Regions from separate parts of the Sus scrofa genome. Here regions 1 and 2 are each linked to region 3. The links are chromatin contacts, called in public HiChIP or PLAC-seq maps. All regions are on one chromosome and are shown on one strand. Each heading gives the region's core, a stretch centred on a gene start, on an enhancer-like site or on the middle of the called end of the contact. The rest is flanking DNA. Distances are from core to core; before and after follow the strand shown.

Region 1 (3,621 bases), core at 425-2,924, 190 kb after region 3:
TTTTTTTTAACCCATTTAAAAAAAAATTTTTAATGACTTTTATTTTTTCCATTATAGCTGGTTTACAGTGTTCTGCCAATTTTCTTCTGTACAGCAATGTGACCCGGGCACACATACATATATACATTCTTTTTCTCACATTACCCTCCATCAGGCTCCATCAGAAGTGACTAGATATAGTTCCCAGGGCTATGCAGCAGGATCTCATTGCGTATCCAGTCCAAAGGTTATAGTGTGCATCTCTTAAGCCCAGATTCTCAGTCCACCCCAGTCCCTCGCCCTCCCCCTTGGCAACCACAACTCCTTCAGGGCGTTTTGTTACAAATGGAAAGACAAGAATGGAACAGTAGTTCATGGAGAATGCAGTCAAGGCATTGGTGTTGAGATGTAAGAATGGCAGGCTAGTGGGCTGAAGGGGAAGGGCCAGTGGAGAGGGAGTTTCTGAAACCCGCCCAAGAGGAAGGAGGTGGTCTCAGATAAGGGGACCACAGGCAGCCCAAGGCCATGATGGGCCCGGGCTAGACATGTCGGGATGTGGAGATGGTGGTGGGAGCTCCTTGCACTGCTCAAAACTCCCCCGTGAAATGGGCGAGGATGCAAGGTTATCCTCCAAGAGTGAGGGTGGGAAGGAGAGAGAGGCTTGGAAGAGCCATCAGGGAGCACTCACTCGCCAAGAAGCTAAAGGAAGGGGGCAGGGCTGGAGTCCTCCCCAGCAGGACACCTCAGTGCTTCAGCTACTTGAACTTCAATTCCTACACTGAAACAGCGTCACTCCCTTCTTCATAAAGGTTGTGCCCGTTTGTTAAAGAGTTTACTCCTAAAACCTCTGCAATTCTGTAGATCGCATAGATTGCGTTTTTTCTCCCTAGTAAAATTTCCTTTTTTTTTTTTTCCTTTTTAGGGCCACATCTGCAGCATATGGAAGTTCCCAGGTTAGGGGTCGAATCAGAGCTACAGCTGCTGGCCTACACCACAGCCACAGCAACATCAGAACTGTTTCTGAATGAAAGGAGAAAAATACACATATTGACAGGCTAAGAGTCATCATCATTTACCTAAAGTCATGACTCTTAGAACGTCATTTAAAACTAGCTTCCTACAGTGATCCAGCACCTGAGAAATAAACCAGGTGAGTCTTACTGATGGAGCAGAGCAGACTACGAAGCTGTGAGACTGTAGCTCAAATGAGACATCTCTGTTTCAAGCATGAATAAGTGACCTCATGGTCTCACCACGTAACCCGAAAAGAACGAGCCCATGCAGCACCTCTCAGACATCAGGCTTGATGCATAAATCCCGCCACTCCTACAAATGTGTCCCTTTTTAAAAAGTCATGCTTTTGCTCTGTATGCCTCATGCTGAATTTGGCCCCCTAAAAACGCCAATACAGGGAACACCTTCATGAATCAAGGGTGAGACACATTAACCGCTTCGGATTCCAAGGATGTCCACCGGTAAGACATCACACGTTTTATCAGGGTCTCGGCTAAGTTTTAATCATCCAAACCCTGAAAATGATACAGCAGGTAAAAGACTGGATCTACAGATTAAAAGGTAAATATTGAATTCCACAAGATGTTTTCATTATAGATTCAAGCAGCCTGGTCCTGGCATCAATAACACCCGAAAATATCAAGTTACAGTTAAAATAGCCACGCTCTTAAGTATCTTAGTAGGTGGCAGACTGTTCCTGAATGTCCCCTAGGCAGCTGTGGTCACACGGAAGGCTCAGTGTTTTCCTGCAACTCCCAAGACATAAAACAAAATCTGCCATAGCTTTCGTTTACGCTAGTGTGTCACCAGGGAAAAATAAACATACTTTTGGAGTGAAATTTGTTTCAGGCCAGGGACTCTCCCTTTAAAAAAACATCGGTGTGTGTTGTTGTGTCTAAACATTCTGTACGAATAGAGATGCCTTTGTTTGCCCGAAAGACTGGCCTGACACAGACTATCAGAAGACGGGACAATTGTACTCTATCAAATGTGCTTCCGTTTTCTCCCCAACAGTTCGATAAACGTGCACTGAGTAGCAAAGACACACCATTCATTCAACAAATATTTGCGCACCTCGTGTGTTCCAATACATTCTATGATTATTAAGATTATACAGACACACTCATACAGGCAGAAACACCTAGTGCAAATAAGTACAGAGGTAAGACACTACTGGAAAGAGCAGTCATATTTTTACAGCGATTCCTAGTTCCTTCATCATTCCTCGGTCTGCTCAGACTGTAGATGCTTGCTAATGGCCAGGCTAATATTAGTTGATATGTTTATTTAAAGCCTCCTATTTGGTAGAAACAGGATCTTTGGTAATCATTCGATGATCAGTAATAAGCCCGGCTGTTGGGATGATGAAGCCAGCATCCAGGCGACCTACTCACCTGGAGGGGAGAGACTATCACTGCTCAGTGGTACCAACTTAGTAAGTTATCCCTGCCCTGGAAGAGGAACAGGTCCTGGGCTTACGATGCTGATAAAGCAAACTCAGAAAGTTACAGAAGCACCACGCCACCACCACTGACATCACCAACAAATTTGGGGGGTCTTTTTTGGCCGCACCCACAGCATGTGGTGTTCCCAGGCCAGGGATCGAATCCCAGCTGCACCTGTGACCTACGCCACAGCTGCAGCAACACTGGATCCTTAACCCACTGTGCCACAGCGAGAACGCCTCACAAAGTTTTATACTCATTCAGTCAATCAGCCAGTCACAAAATTCTTCTGTTATCGCCAGTCTCTCGGGCACCATGTAGCGTAAAAGACCGAATAAAGCAAACTAAATTCCCTTAAATCAACGGCTTTGTCCATTCACAAAAAGTAACGGCTGCCTGCCAGAGTACCTGCACCTAACTGATGTAACTAAATATTTTCAGTGTTTTATTTAAACCCCTGAATGTCAAGAGTGGATCAATAACACAGTAAAGATGAAGGGTTTAGTCCATGTACAGATATGTAAATTTCACAGAGACAAGTTCCAGCTTTGCTCAGATTAGGCTGCAAACCATGCTTTAGGCAAAGGAATTCTATCTCAAATACAGAAACACAGGAGTTCCCTGGTGGTCTAGGGATTAGGACTCAGAGCTTTTATTGTGGCAACCCAGGTTCCATCCCTGGTCTGGGAACTAAGATACCACATCAGGCTGCTGCATGCTGCAGCCACGAAAATTTAATTTAATTAAAAAAAAAATCCAGAAACACATGTCATCTGAAGATCAGATAAGAGCAGATCGTAGAAGCTCTCTATAACAAAAAAATACCAATGCCTTGACAAACAGCCTGTGCCGTCCCTGACCACACACACTTGACGCAAAGGTGACATGCGCCATCAGGCACAGATGCCCTCCGCACGGTGTCACTGACTGAGAATCGCAAAAAAAGAGCCTCTAAATCTAGATCGCCCCAACTCAATGTCAAAAAATCAGCAAGTAGAATCTAGACAAATGCACGGTTGCAAATACTTACTTCTTTAAAACTGACCTTTCCAGAATCACGCAGACAATACTCTGAAACACATCATGAAGTCAGATGAGACCTTAAGCTCAGATTAAGGATAGCAAATCACTTTTCTGTATTTTAAAAAATAATTCAATACCCAGTGCCTCTAGACTTGTCCTG
Region 2 (3,750 bases), core at 889-3,388, 220 kb after region 3:
CAGGTCTACCACCTCTCTTGCCTGAGTTCCTGCAGCCCTCTGCAAGGTGGAAATCAGCACTCCCACTGCAGGTACCTACAAAGCAGGGCTGTAGTATCTGATCCCAACTGCCCCCTTAGAGGGTCTCTTTCCTGCCTAAATGACACTGCAGAGACAGAAACAGTCCCTCCTGAAGGCAGAAAGGCTCTGAAATAGTAACAGTTCGATGCCCAAGGGTGTCCCCAGACACTCGCTGAGGAAGGGGCAAGAGTTTGATCTGGATACGGTGCCCCTTCCCATCACAGAAGCACCCCCCAAACGCCACCTTCATACGCTGTCTCTCAGGGGCCCAGGAGCACTCTGGGACAGCAGGTCACCCAGTTGGGCACCTGCAGTCAAACAGGCTGCCAGATGCACCAGCTGCTAAAGATGTCACCACCAACAGCGAGGATCACTCATCAAGCACATTCTGACCAAAGGACGTTTGTTTCTTGAACGTTCATTCTGGAACGGCTCGATCCTTCACCTGGGCCTGTTTTTCTGGTTTTCAAACGCCATCATCACTTCACAATATTTCAACAAGGAGCTGAAACTGAGTGAGACCAAAAAAAAAAAAAAACAGCTCACAGAATCATCAAAGCCCAGGCACGTGTTATTTCAACTCAGCACACATGGAAACGGAAAAGGTGATGGGAGCGGCCGAAACCTGAAGCCAGCAGTCCCAGTGCCAGGGCCATGGGCTATGACACTGACCTTGCTGTTGCTCGCCCTCCCACGGTAAGGTGACCCCTCCTTATTTCCATAGCTATGGCTATGCCACACAAGGAACACTGAACGAGTGAGTATGCAACCATTAACTACGAGCCGGGGCCCTGCAGCCCCGGGTCACAGCATTTTCATCAACCAATCAATACATAACTTTGTTTTGCTGTATTTCTGTTCAAGGGACCTTAGTTCCTAGCTACTGCTGATTCACTGACGTTGCTCTCACAGCCAACATCTCCAGCTCGTGCCTGAATGAAGCTTCTCTAACATATATTTTCTCCTGAAGGCACATCGCTGCCTTCCTGTAATTAGGAACACCAAACAGCACGTCAACAAGATGCTTGAAGGGTTTTTAAGCAGTGAACTCATCAACACAAAGCAGCAAAAGATAAAATAATGTGGCACTGAATAAATCCCGAGGACACTTGCATACAGTGGGAGCTGAAGCCAGGCGGCAGAGGAATGCCTGCTCCAGCTCAGCTAAACACAGCACAAGGGGGAGCTCAGATTTCCACCGCTCTGCGCATGTCCATGAATGACCTCAACTCCCCATCTGGGGTTACAAACACATCTTAGCTTGTAGGCAATTCGCAAATCTGGAAGCGGCAACTAACAGATTATCTGTGTTTCTAGTCCATGCTGACTCTGCTCAAGGCCAAGGGAAGAACGTTAAGACTTCCAAGGGCTTCCAAAGTTTTCACATGAGCCTTTACCTACAGAAATTCATCATTACTAAGTCACTTCATCACCGCTGGGGGGGAAACTACCTGCCGACCAGAGGAGATTATTTATAAGTGCTGGAGTCTCTGTGGTTCGGTCTCATTGGGCAGAAGCATCTCAGGATTATGAGTGACACCAGAGCCACATGTGGCCACCATGGGACCCATTGCTGATCACGCATGTGCGCTGGTCTAAACCCAAACGGAGACAGACCTTCGCTGTCAACACAGCCCCTGTTACTCCCAGGACTCCTTTTTTTTTCCCCCAATTGGAATCGGTTAGAAATCTTCTAACCCCTTACAGGAAAGTGTATTTATTTAGTTAAGCAATGGCTTAGATGCAATGGTAGTGTTTCCAGAGGTTAGAAATGGCCTTTCTTCTGTCCTGAACCAGCCCTACTGGGCCCAGTCTCCAGGTTCTGCTGGAGATTCCATGATGTCAGATGGCAAAAGGGCGGGTTCCCGCATCGGGCGTGGGTTAGACAGAGAGCGAAGGGGCATCCAGAGGAGATGACGTCAGCCGAAACCAAGCCTGGGTCTTCCTCCAGTGGGAGGAAATAATGCTCGGATTCCAAAGAGCCGTCCTCTTCCCTGGACCTCACTTCCATAGGGGACCTTACATCGGTTCACTTGAGAGTATCAGCAGGACACTGAAACTGGTCCTGAGGATCTCCAAGCAACAGAGGCCAAGACTTTTGCCCAACACAACCTGCCAACAGCAATGACCTCATTGTGCGACTGAGCTATTCCTCAGACTCTGCTGCAGCCTGAATAAAATACCCAAGGAGCGCCCATAACCTGCTTTGTTCTGATCTGATCTTCAACACACACCCAACTGAATGGTCTCCCAGGAAACCTAGCACCAGAAAGAAGGTATCTTGGTTGGCAGAGAAGAGTACTCTCTAAACAGCAATAAAACCATAAATTGGTATTCTGGGTGAAACTGGCTGAATCCTCCACACTCAGATCATCCCGAGGGCTATGAAAGAGATCCTGGACCCAGGCCGCCCTCGAACAGGGCAGACACCCTCGTGATCTTGGCTGAGACAAGCGGCTGTTTAAAATCACAATACGTGGGCCTCGACTTTGAGGGACCCCCCCCCAAGCCCCACCCGGTGAGATCTAGAATTTCTGTGCTCTCCCTACTGTGAAGCTCACAAATAACCAGATGAAAGCTTAGGGGCTGCACCAGAAGCCCGCAGAGAGATGCCCTCCAAACTATAAAGCTTTCAGTGTCTAAGGCAACCACTGGAGTTCATGTGCACAACTTAAGAGTGCAAGGCATCCAAAAGTACCCTACTGAGCCCTGGTGTCTTCGCATCTCTAATAGGGACAAAGATATGTATCTAGATGCTGAGTTTCATCTTCTTCGAAGACATGGAGCATGAAGAGAATCTGGAATGCAAAGCATTAGATGTTGACCAAGTTTCTGCATTCAGCACACTGACTGTGGTCTGAAGGAAAGCACGTACCTTAAAAGAAGGCAGGCGGAAGGTCACTGATGGAAGAGAACGGCAGGGCTTGAATCAATCTACAGATATTTCATTCAATTCTTCCATGCTAATGTTACAAGCACGATCATTATAGGTCAATTTAAAAAAAAATTGTCAATTGGAGTTCCCACTGTGGCTCAGTGGGTTAAGAACCTGACTAGTATTCATGAGGATGTGGGTTTGATCCCCAGCCTCGCTCAGTGGGTCAAGGATCCTGCACTGCCCTGAGCTGTGGTGTAGGTCACAGATGGGGCTCAGATCCTATATTGCTGTGGCTGGGGTGTAGGCCCACAGATGCACCTCTTATTTGACCCCTAGCCTGGGAACCTCCATATGCTGCAGGGGGGCCCTCAAAAGCAATGAAGAAAAAAAAACTGTCGAAAATACAACCATATCGAACTCAACAACATGCATATGTAAAGTTCGAAGACCAAGCTGCCTTCATTTTAATCCTTCATTCCCAAATATTTTGTCAACAGTTTGAGGTTTTTGGGTTTTTTTTTTTTTTGAATAGTTGGGAACCAAAGAAAACAGTTAATATTCAAATATTAATAACAATCACTTTACAGAATTTAAGGCTGAGGCCATTAATTAATACCCCAAGTATTTATTCCAAGAAAATGTAATGATATCACCCTCTAGCTATTTCTCTTAAGTCATCACATTCTTTGAACCTTTTGAATGCATCTTCATTCCCTGTTAAATATGGATGCGGTGACAGCTCTTACCATCGCTCAGTATTAGATTCCCTGGCATGTGCAGAGTGCTCAAGAAACAGTATTTCGAAAGTTTGA
Region 3 (3,328 bases), core at 18-2,517:
GTTCTATCAGACACAGACTGGGAGCCAGAGGCTTCCAAAATCCATGGTCCCAGGCCTGGTGGACTCAAGGGTTAAATCATTTCTAGGGGCTCTGGAGGCCCTGGGCCTCTCTGTGAGGACTCCGGGACCCAGGTCAAGTCGGGTCTCACCTACGCTGGACCCAAGTTGACTTTCTGTGAATTCACCTTGGGTCCAGCCTTGCCCACAACTATCTCTCGTCTCAGTCTTATTCCGAACACTTGCTCCAGGCTGGGCAGACACTCCAGAGGATAAGAAGGCAGACCAGCTCTGGGTGAGAATTGAGGAAAAGGCTACTTAATTCTGCCTACAGTGTTCCCATTTTGGCTTCCACCTCAAATGAACACTCGGGAAATAATTCTTAGAAATGCCTTTAAGCAAACAAGATAGACAATGGAAATTAAGCAGCTGTCTAGAAATGCAATGAGTCACTTTCAATTTATTTTAAGATTGTTTTAGACATAAATTCATATGAATTAGCTCAGTAAAAGAGGGTTTTAAAAAACTCATGTTGGTTTTTTGTCATGAAATAAAAATTTTAAAAATTGAATAGGATTAAAGAGATTTCTTAAATAAACAGTCTTGAAAGGAAAAGGAAAAAGTAATGAAATGGCATTTGGATGTGGTTCATAATTTTTTCTTAAGTGATCCATTGAAATATCTGGGAATGTTCTGTTCTGTTGAGTGATTTTTACTCAACTTCTTTTCTGGTAGCTGATAAAAGCATACCAGACCACACTACCCAAAGCAAGATGTTCTTTGCATGTAAAATATGCAATTATGATAGCGCAGAGGCATCCAAAGCATCCAATTCACTTGATGGACCTCAGACTCTTATTCAACTTGGATTCAAAATCATGAAACTCACATACAATAAAATGTGTGACCCTCAGTCATTTGTAGCCCAATACTGCAAGCTTACAGAATAAAAAAAAAAATCACACTTTAAAGTGCCAAAACATTTACAAAGTGAAACAGAATTATCTCTTCCCTTTCCAAATAATTATTTTTTAAAAAATCATGACAACAGACACTTGCATTTGCAAGTGTTCTACCACAGCTGTATGCTTCTATCAGTGCAAGCGGGCAGCCGCCAGCTATTCTCTGCTTCCAACAGCAACACACGATCAACAGCGGTAGTGATGACATCACTGACCTGGTGAGCTCACCGATCCCATCCACTCCGGTTACAAAAACTGGCCTAAACATTTCCACCGCGCTTATCATCTGATCCGGGCGTGCCTACTGGTCTTTTTACCGTATCGTTCATAACATTCCAGAGTGACGTCTGCTCATTTCTCCCTGTAAGCTCTGTCCTGCTGTACTTGGTGTTTTGTTTCTTTCTTCTTTCTCCTTTAAGATTAGCTCTTGCCCCTAATCTTTTATTTTTAACTTGTTTTTTAGAGTATAGTTGATTTAATAGTCAATTTCTGCCGTATAGCACAGTGACCCAGTCACACCCACACACACACACACACACCCACACACACACACTCTTTTTTTCATTCCATCATGTTCTACCCAAGAGGCTGGACACAGTGGCCTGTGGTGTACAGTAAGGACCCCATTGCCCCTCATCTTAAAGGGGATGAGAAGAGTCAGCTACACGGAGGCTGCTGTGGGGTTAACGGGATTAATGCTCAGAGAGGGCTGAGATCATGCGTGCTACGCAGGAGGTCTGTTAGCCTTGATGCTCAGAAACCTGCTTAGACTCGTTCCAGCCCACATGCGTGGATGTGTTCTCTGAATGAAGATTCACTTCATTGTCAACAATGCCCACTTACCACTCAGTTATTCTCTCTTTTCACTTACATTGGCTCCTCCGTTATGGTGTAAACTGTGCAGAGAGAATGCATTTTATTTGCTTGTCCTTTGCAATTCCAGATTTTTATACTAATTAAATGATCAGTAATTGTGACTCTGTTTGTTGATGACTATAAGTAGATTCATAAACTAGGTGGCCACATTCAGTTGCCATGTGAAAACTATAGGGCACAACCTCCCTCCCATGGTACGGAACGCAATAGGCCAACATTATAAAAAGCAACAAGGAAAATTCACCAATAACAGCAACAACACCAAAAAGGGCATGGCCCAGTATCTTAAACTTCTGGAACCAATGACCAAGAAGAGAAAGAGAAGGTACCAGGGCTGAGTGTGATGTGGCGTGTGCTTAGCTCTTAACCCCTGGCCACCTGTCTAAGCGGTCTCACTGAGCAGACAAAACCCAGAAAATTCTTCCTAATGCCTGTAAACCCTCAGAGAGAAGCAAATTAAAGGCATTATCAGTTTCCCAGCTGAGGGAGGATGGAGATCCTTGCATAGTAGAAACGGGGTGGCTCAATAGCTACTTTAAAGGGTGGTCCTGCAAGATCCCAAATAAATAAGTAAATAAAACCCTACGGGGAGGAAGAAGGCAAGAGCAGAAGGGGTCTCAGTCTACCCCAGTGTCTGCACCTGCGGACAATTCCGTACCTCCCTAGGGAGCACCTGGCAGTGCCTGGGGACACTGTTGGCTGTCACATCTGGAGGATGCTACTGGCACATAGTGGGTAGAGGGCAGGGGTGTGGCTCAAGATCCTACAGTGCACAGGTGGCCCCACAGCAGAGAAGGGTCCGGCTCCACACGTCAACAGCGTGGAGCCTGAGAACCCGTGCTCTAGGCAGCATCCCATTTCACCGCCTGTCACACACGTTGCCTGTGCTTAAAATGCAGCTTTGCTTAAGAAGGTGATGAAATAATTGGGTCAATAGAACCCTCTCACCATCCTTGTCCTCCGGGAAGCGCTGGAACTCAGGAGTCTTGGAGAATTGCTCCATGTCACTGTTGCGAGCATACTTTGTGCTGAGGAAAGCAAGGGACACGCTACCTGTGCATGGAGCGTGCCTGCCAAGGTGGCTGCATGACACTGTTCCTTCCTAGGGCTGCTAGGAGAAAGCGCCACGGAGTTCCTGCTGTGGTGCAGCGGAAATGAATCTAACTAGGACCCAAGAGGATGCAGGTTCGATCCCTGGTCTCCCTCAGTGGGTTGGGGACCTGGCATTGCCGTGAGCTGTGCTGCAGGTCCCACACATGGCTGGGATCCTGTTGTAGGCCAGCAGCTGTAGCTCCGATTCAATCCCTAGCCTGACAACTTCCATATGCTGTGGGCTCAGCCCTAAAAAAGTTAAAAAAAAGGTGGGGGGGGGAGTGGGGGCTTAAACTACAGAAATGGACTTCCTCACAGTTCTGGAGGCTGGAAGTCCAAGATCAGGGAGCTGGCAGGGCTGGTTTCTCCCGAGGTCTCTCTCGATTCAGCCCCTACCAGAG

The links. HiChIP or PLAC-seq counts read pairs in DNA pulled down with a chosen protein or histone mark.
Region 1: an H3K27ac HiChIP or PLAC-seq map of skeletal muscle shows a contact between it and region 3. The contact joins two enhancer-like sites. A contact is called at or near these places in 3 of 47 Hi-C or Micro-C datasets (psoas muscle and skeletal muscle) and 1 of 2 datasets of contacts at active chromatin or transcription factors (skeletal muscle).
Region 2: a contact with region 3 is called in an H3K27ac HiChIP or PLAC-seq map of skeletal muscle. The contact joins two enhancer-like sites. A contact is called at or near these places in 2 of 47 Hi-C or Micro-C datasets (psoas muscle and skeletal muscle) and 1 of 2 datasets of contacts at active chromatin or transcription factors (skeletal muscle).

Annotation. Positions count from the first base shown.
Region 1 is chr16:74,654,362-74,657,982 of Sscrofa11.1, forward strand. The region is part of intron 2 of ADCY2 (adenylate cyclase type 2); the gene reads right to left. Among named protein-coding and RNA genes, the nearest start is that of ADCY2, 74 kb to the right of the region's middle. Within about 2 kb of position 1,675, at least 3 of the 83 cell types and tissues checked have an H3K27ac peak or open chromatin away from gene starts, as enhancers often do. A contact at or near this core is called in skeletal muscle, where this site is marked.
Region 2 is chr16:74,686,978-74,690,727 of Sscrofa11.1, forward strand. All of the region lies in intron 2 of ADCY2 (adenylate cyclase type 2), which reads right to left. Among named protein-coding and RNA genes, the nearest start is that of ADCY2, 41 kb to the right of the region's middle. Within about 2 kb of position 2,139, at least 1 of the 83 cell types and tissues checked has an H3K27ac peak or open chromatin away from gene starts, as enhancers often do. A contact at or near this core is called in skeletal muscle, where this site is marked.
Region 3 is chr16:74,465,269-74,468,596 of Sscrofa11.1, forward strand. All of the region lies in intron 4 of ADCY2 (adenylate cyclase type 2), which reads right to left. Among named protein-coding and RNA genes, the nearest start is that of C16H5orf49, 180 kb to the left of the region's middle. Within about 2 kb of position 1,268, at least 10 of the 83 cell types and tissues checked have an H3K27ac peak or open chromatin away from gene starts, as enhancers often do. A contact at or near this core is called in skeletal muscle, where this site is marked.